Regions from separate parts of the Gasterosteus aculeatus genome. Here region 1 is linked to region 2. A link is a contact called in public Hi-C data. All regions are on one chromosome and are shown on one strand. The core of a region is the stretch at or near the end of the contact, and the rest is flanking DNA. Distances in the headings are between cores, read along the strand shown. Region 1 holds the start of satb1b (SATB homeobox 1b). Region 2 overlaps satb1b (SATB homeobox 1b).

The links. A called contact is a pair of places that touch in the nucleus more often than the background predicts.
Region 1: a contact with region 2 is called in a Hi-C map of skeletal muscle, with 2.1 times the contacts expected there. The contact joins the promoter of satb1b here to the enhancer-like site in region 2. A contact is called at or near these places in 2 of 6 Hi-C or Micro-C datasets (both in skeletal muscle).

Annotation. Positions count from the first base shown.
Region 1 is chr20:4,882,798-4,886,822 of fGasAcu3.hap1.1, forward strand. satb1b (SATB homeobox 1b) reads right to left here and starts at 1,788. Exons shown (of 13, transcript XM_078094605.1): 1 at 1,309-1,788.
Region 2 is chr20:4,837,012-4,840,870 of fGasAcu3.hap1.1, forward strand. satb1b (SATB homeobox 1b) reads right to left here. Exons shown (of 13, transcript XM_078094605.1): 12 at 2,871-3,077; 13 at 1-1,490. The coding sequence ends at 861. Among protein-coding and RNA genes, the nearest start is that of satb1b, 46 kb to the right of the region's middle. Within about 2 kb of position 1,385, at least 1 of the 9 cell types and tissues checked has open chromatin away from gene starts, as enhancers often do.

The DNA.
Region 1 (4,025 bases), core at 538-3,037, 46 kb after region 2:
CATTGGGCCGTTACCTGCTTTCATTTAACCCCCCTCCCCTCCATCAATGCTGAGGTGCCACGATTGACCCCGAGATGGAACGCGAGCAGCACAACCAGATGACACCGCATGATTATGATCGAGTGTTTGATTTAATGCTTCGGATTGTATTTGGGATTTTCCTGTCCTTTTTTTATAAAAGCACCGAGGCAACATTTGCAAAGACAATCTTCCAAAAAGATGCAAAATCTACAATACAAACTCTGGTATATACATAAATGTGTGTGTACACAAAAAAAAAAATATATATATATAAATCCAGAGTTACTGGCCATGCTGGTGGGTGAAATGTCAGCTATTTTCTAAAGGAGCAGAAAGTGAAGCCTTTAGAAACCTGCAAACCACAGAACATCAGTGCCCACGCAGTTTTTAGATGGCAACAGATATTCTCATAACTGCTCTCTATCTCTCACACACACGCACACGTCTAGTTGTACCTGAAATTACTTTATCAGCACTGTGACAAAAGCCACAAGATAGACCAGCCGGTATTACTGTGCCTACTGTGTATCATCACGTCCATCTGACTGCCTCACACCAAGTCAAGCAGAGAGAAAATAAATACATTCTTTAACTCTTTGCTTCCCTGTTGCCCTGTCTTTAAACTCTATTATTATGTCCTTTTTTTACGGTAACGCTTTGTTTTTTTAAAAGAGTTCCACAAAGTCCTTCCTGCTGACGCAGTAAAAGTGTTGAAGCAGCCTGACACGTGAATAAATGATGTAATTGCCTAATTAAAAAGTAGTAAAAGAAGATGGGCAGTTCAGCTTTCAACACACACTTAATTCTAATGAGTTAAAAAATATATATATATATAAATAAAGATTTATTTTTTTTAAATGTCCTAACTAACAAGATGCCAGAATAATCGGAGGGATAAATAACAGTCCGGCGCGGGCAGCGTCACGTATCGCCCCCCCGGTGCGCGCGGGATAAGTTGTTAAACGAATTAGTGGAGATGGATGTACTTAACCCCGCGAAAATCACGAGTGCTTTGCTCCGTCCGGCCTGTTTCTGCACGTTTAAAATTAGATGGCAAAAAAGAAAGTTCTAGATGCGTGCGTTTGTATTTACCATTAAGCACGGCATTCATAGCCGGTGTATAAATATTAAATCCTAGCAGCCACTTTTGGTCCGCGTGGGTTTTAAGTGATTTCGGAAGACAGCTCTGCAAATTGCTTTCATTTTGTTTGTCTAATTCCGACGAGATGCGGTCTGTTTTCCGCTGCCGGGTCACCTACAAGGTGAGAGAGAAGAGACGGCTCGTACCTTTAAAGTCAGCAGTCGGCCGACCTCTTGTTTTCCATCAAAAGTTGAGCGACCTCTTGACTCCGCTCCGCGACGACAGATCCCCCCCAAAAAGAAGGGAAAAAAATAGACAACTGCTCTGTGGGAGGAAACACAGTTTTTGGGGCCTTTTTAAAAAATATAAAAGTCAAAAGTCCCGTGGATGAAGAGTTTGGGTGAGGAAGGGGAGGAACAGAAAGAGAGAGCGCGCGAGCGAGCGGGAGAGAGAGAGAGAGAGTCGTCTCGTAGAAACCGCACGAGCTGAGGTTGAAGTTTGGGGGGGAGGAGGGGGGCGGAGGAAGAGGAGGGAGGGTGAGAGAGTGTGAAAGAGCGAGAGAGAGAGAGAGGGAGAGAGAGATGCGCACACGGCGGATGGAGCGCAGTAAATGCGAGCAACCGTGCGCTGCGGGCGGCGGAGGTGAAGTAGCGCGTCGGAGAGGAGAGCGCGGCGGCATGTGAGCCGGGCGGAGAGGAGGGGGCGGCAGGTAAACGAACCGCCCCTCCCCGTTTCTGATGCGCGAATCGATGATTTGCCAGCTGTGGCGCAGCTTGTCTCATTGCCCCACTTTGCTTTTTTTCTTTTGCTTCTTCTTCTTCTTCTTCTTCTTTTTTTTATACAGCCGCTCCTCTCCGACGCGCTGCTCTCCGGGGACACCGAGGGAGAGAGAGAGAGAGGGGGGGGGGGGGAGTGAGGGAGGGGGTCAGTGCCAGGAGAGCTCTCGCACTCATTTATTTTCATATTTACACGCCACATGTTTGCATGTCAAGAAGAAGGAGAAGGAGAAGAAGGAGCTGGAGGGGTGATGGCGAAGAGTCAAAAGTCTGTTGTTTTAAGCCCCCCCCCCCCCCCCCGCGCACACCTGAGCGGGACATGCGCGTGCATCCCGGTCGCGCGCGCGCGCTGTACATCGCACACTCCGCGCGCACCGTTTAGCCCGAATAAAACGGACGTTTTCAAGAATAATTCCGTTTTGAACGATTAAGAGGGAAAGGTGGCGGTGCAGATGCACGGTTTCTTTAGCGCGGAATAAAAATAATTGTGACTTACATTTTTAATGCGTCGTTATTGAAACATACTCAGTTTCATTTCATCCACGCCTTTGCTGTTTTACTTACTGTTGCAACTTAGTTTAACTGCGACCGTCACACACACACACACACACACATGCGCGAGCGTGGAACCTCTGTCACATTTAAGAACCCGACTGCGGGCCTGACACCCCTGCAACAAAAAAAAAAACTGCACGCTTTAGGAATGCAAATTTGTATTTAAAAAAATACACGCAAAGCAGAATATTTTATTTTTTTTGGAGATCTTTTAAGAACACCGCCTGAAGCAGAATCAGCGAGGCACGGAGGACAGTGACAGATAACGGAAATAGAGAAAAACGGGCTTTTATTTTCGCCCTCACAGTGTCTAAATGCATTTGAGCTATTTCCATTGATTTGCAGCTGTAACTTTACTGACTGCTACGTGCAGAGTGCAGAAGTCGCCCATGTTTTCCCTTGATAAAAGTCTGACGTTTGATGACATTCCAGAGAGAGGTACGTTAAAATAATGTTCTCAATGTAGAATATATAACTGCTAATGAGGGACATATCTATTTGTCTGTCGTACACCAACAAATCAGAAGAAATAGCTCAATGCATGAACAAGTATTTCTCTCTCACTCGGTCTGATGGATTTGATTATGTGTGTGTGAAACATGTGTGAGCAGCTCGTACACATGTGTTGACGCGTTGCTGTATGTGTGAGCCTAAACCGCGTGTGTGTGTGTGGTTTAAATGCACATTTTGAATTTGTGTCATGCGTGTGTTCTTTTAGCATTTGCCACATTTCTGTGCTCATTTGTCTTTCCTTTGTTTGTGCGCGTGCAACATGTATGTGAGTGTGTGTGTGTGTGTGTGTGTAAGTGATTGACAGTTTGCATCTGCACGCAGGCTAACTGCTGTGCTCTAGCAGGTGTGCAGGAGCCCACAGGTAATGCAGATGTTTACTTACAATGTGATTGTGTTTCTCCAGCCGGGTTTAGCACAAGTAACACACTGATCCATTTACATTTACACTTAATTTACACATCCCATTGAAAATAGAATCAGTGTGTGTGACTGTGTGTGAAAGAAGCAGAGACAAAACAGCGAATGAAAAACCCTTCAGATTGTGGGAGAAGACACAGAAGGACCGGGGCCCTTATTGTAAGCTGATGTACAAATACTTCTCAGAAAAGTTTAATTGTTGTGGTTTTGGGACTCCACAAAAGTTTCATTATGAAGCATCTGAGATCTGCATTATCAAAAAAAAGTGAGAAAAAAAAATGAGCACACACACACACACACACACACACACACACACACACACAACCTCTGCATACGATTCACACCGGCTCTCCCCTGGGAGATTGACTGGGAATTGAAAAGTTCCAGTAAATAGATTCAAATTTGCTTTTTACATAATTATAAATTCATGCGAAGTTAGAGATGTTTTCATCATTACGGACAACAGCTGGTGATTTCAATGCAGCCTGTGTTTTATCCAACATTTCATGTCGCTGCCTCCAAAAGCGCCCCCCCCCCCCCCCCCCCCCCCACCCCCCTGCGTGTGCTGCAGTTGTCTCCTTGACCACAAGGGGGACCGGTGAGTCTAATCTTATTAATAAAGAGGTACAGAGAGAGAGAAAGAGGAGAGAAGGACAGCTGAT
Region 2 (3,859 bases), core at 135-2,634:
ATAATCTAACTTCGGCAGTGCCGTATAGTACAAGGCATTTGTTGGCATAGTTTCTTTAAGACTGTATCTTTTTTTTTTTTTTTTTTTAACAGTTACAATATAATGTCTTTATATATATATATTTATATTTCCTCCCGAACAAATAATATGTAAAGACTGAGCTATTCTCAGGGAGTCACCTGCGCCAGGTGATGGCGTTCCATAATCACATTATGAGCTTTTTAAAAGAATAACTAATCTGCCTGCAGGCTCCGGACTCGACGCCTCATAATTAAGGCCTTGTCAACCACTTGGTCCTTGATTTCATTAATGATTTTGTTTTTTTTAATCCAGTTGAACATCACATACGTAAACACCAATCAAAGTCCTAGCAAACTCCAGAGAGACTTTTTTTTTCTTCTTTTTTACTTAAATATAGTCAGTAGCTCAAAAAGTTAAAGTAAGTCAGTGTAAAACAACAGACAGAGTGCAGTCAGCAAATATCCACGGCAACGTAATTAGAATCATTTTTTGTGTGCAGATTATTTAAGAGATGCATCAGTCTTTACAGTGAATAATACAAGTTTTACAAAATCGAAAAAGTAGTACTTGTCTGAAATGGGCTTTCCAGTGTGGTCAACACTTCAGAGTCTGACAGTAATATATATATATATAGAGATATATATATATAATCACTCCTCATATAGTCCAGACGCTGATTAAAAACACCACTTTTCTTTATTTGCAGTGCGGCGGTTCTATGTCGGCCGGAGCGTTTCCATTTAGCACAGCAGTCTGTGTGTGTGTGTGTGTGTGTGTGTGCGCACAACAGGAGCTCTCAGTACATGTTCAGACGGGGGGGGCGTGTATGTGGGTGCGTCCTACTCCTTGGCCTCGTGCTCTGACTGGGCCTCGGCGCCTCGGGCCAGCTGCTCCTCGATCTTGATGGAGAAGATGGTGCTGTTGGTCTGCGTGCTGTCGTCCAGCTCCTTCAGCAGCTCTCCGCTCTCCCTGAAGTCCGTCAGCTCCTCCTCGAAGGCCGGGCTGCTGCTGCTGCTGCTGGTGGTGCTGCTGCTGCTGTTGTTGTTGTTGTTGTTGTTGTTGCTGTTGCCGCCGCTGGGCTCCTTGGGCGCCTTGGCCGGGTGATTGACGTAGAAGCGCTGGTTCTGGAAGAACTTGATGATGGTGAGCTTGGGCAGGTCCAGCTGTGCCGACAGGGTGTGGATGGCCTCCTCGTCCGGGTACAGGCCCACGTCCTGGATGAAGCTCTGCAGGATGCCCAGGGCCTCCAGGGAGATCTTCCCTCCGCAGGTGCGGGCCTTGATGCTCCCTAGGCGGCTGCCCTCCTCCTCCATCTCCGCCGGGGAGGCGGTGGAGGGCTGTCGGGGCGGCAGGCGGGGGCCCGTGCAGGACTGCAGCTGCTGCAAGGGCTGCTGGGACAAAAGGGGTTGGGAGGGGTGCTGCAGGGACAGGGAGGACTGCTGCTGATGGTGCTGCTGCTGCTGCTGAGCCTGCGGGGAAGAGAAAGGAGAGGGGGGAGGGGGGGGGGGGTTATCAGGGAACACTTATCGGCGCCTTAATAAGGCCTTTCATTAAAATCAATTGAGTTGTGAGGAAAAATGTGCCCCACTGTGTGTAGAACAGGCACTTGGTTGAAGGAACTTTCCATGTAATGTCCCATTCAATGCATCTGTTCCGCAGATAGGATTTCTCCCCCCCTTTTTTTAGGTGGTGGTGGTGGGAGATTGTGTCTCTCATTGTTGGGGAGGCGACACACACACACACACACACTCAGTGGGAAACTGGCCTCTTTATTATAGGCCGGGCTGCTTATCAGGCTCCTGAGTGGTAAACAAGATGCCGGCGCACAATTCAGGCGGCGATGGCGCGTCCGATTGGCCGCAGTGTGAGAATGCTATCGATGGCCGACTCCCGTTGGTGTAAACACATGACACACTACTCGTAAAATGCCTCATTGTGTGGCTGGAGAGGGAGCGAGTGGGCAACTCGTGGTCCCCATTGACCCCCCGCGAAATGGGTGCTCCTTTTTTTTTTATTTTCCTTTCTGACTCGACAGGCTCGCCGTGGAAACGCCGTTTCGGTAATGAAGGGTGCAAAACAGCACTTTGCAGGGACTCTGTTTGCCAGCTGCTCAAACGCACCCAAAGATGTGATTTTTTTTACTGTCGCAATAAACCGAGCCACCGTAGTCCTTGTTCAGCATACGGGAGCTGATTTTGCATAATGCGCCGCGTTGGTGAAGGAGAGGCACGAAATGTTTGAACACGAGTCTCTCGTGGACAGTGTAAAACTGGACCGTTAAATCAGAAATAATCCTATTTTATCAATCTTCGGTTTGCATGCAAACTATGCGAGAAAGGAATTCCCTCATACCATTTGCGCTGCAGAAACTGATTTGTAAAATAAATCCTATTACTTTATTTATATCCAGTAAATGGGCCCCTTTGTGGAACGCTGGCCATGTCCCCCAGTAACCGAATAACGCTGTGGCTCAGACTTTTAACACAAGTTTTATTGTACTTTATTACTTTGACGGTTAATTGAGGTCCTCTGCTTTTTTGTAAAGCAGCTGCTAAACAAGATCAGGTGAATCTTTGAAAATCGCTGAAAGGTTGGAAGTTCTGATTGTTGTGATTGTGTTTCTACGAAGTTCATAAAAAGTGTTTAATTCAAATTCTTAAATAAGCAAAACTGAAATAATGAAATGTAGGAAATGTAGGGCGGGACTTAAGCTACCTTACATCCTTGATTCTTGCTTATAAGCTTCTTATGGTTGCCTGGCATAAACCCATGACCTAGTCGAGGGTATGGTGCCTTGCCCGATGGCACGGCGGGCGCGCACACACACACACACACTTTGCCGCGCTCACCTGCGGCAGCTCGGCGGAGATGTGCATCAGGTGCGTCGGGCGCTCGCTGTGGTGCTGCTGCCCGGCGCTGCTCTCCTGCTCGTAGATGGCGTCGCGCTCGGCCTGGCAGAGGCTGAGGAAGCGGCGGATCATGGAGAGGTTCTCCCACAGCGTGCGGTTCTCCGGAGACGGATCCTCCTTCCAGCGCAGCAGCTCACAGAGCCAGCCCTGAGGGGAAGGAAACCGTCGATTACCAGTTCATTCCACCGAGGAGCAGATCGCTGGACGTGCTCTCTCGTCTGGTGTGAAAGTAGAAGAGTTTGCGTCCAAATGTGCTTTTGCAAAGCGTCGAAATGAAAGAGATCCAATGTCAATCACACACACACACACACAGAAAAGCCCATTGTAGCTGCACCTGCGGTTCTGAATGTTTTGCTGATTTGAATCAGCCAAGGTCAAGCATCACAACGGGGAGGAAGGATTTCGCTCTAGACACACACACACACACACACACACACACACACACTCGCACACAGCGGGGGAGGAAGTGACTCCCATGTTTGAAACGCTCCAGCAGAGGGCCATGAAAGACAGAGCTGGGGAGCAGCGTGGGACAATTAGAATCACAAATGCTTTATTTGATCAAAACAACAGAGTTGTGACCTCGAAGTGTGAAAGATTCACACGACACGAGACAGAATGTGCAGACAAAAGGACGCAGCGACTCATTTGTAGTCTCTCTATATTGTTTTATATTTTGTATATTGAATTTGCAAAAGATAAAATCTTTCCCAAATGGTAATTGGAATTAGTTTCTCATTCAATACACAACAAAGTTAATTTCAATTGATGTTAGAACATCATTTTGACATATTGATACATTTATTATATATAAATAGGAGGACATAGTTGTAATCATGTTACTTTGATTCAGAGCAGAAAAGATCAGATCATCAGATTATTTCTGTTTATATTTCAGATTAATAACTTTTGGTCCCAGCTGCTCACTC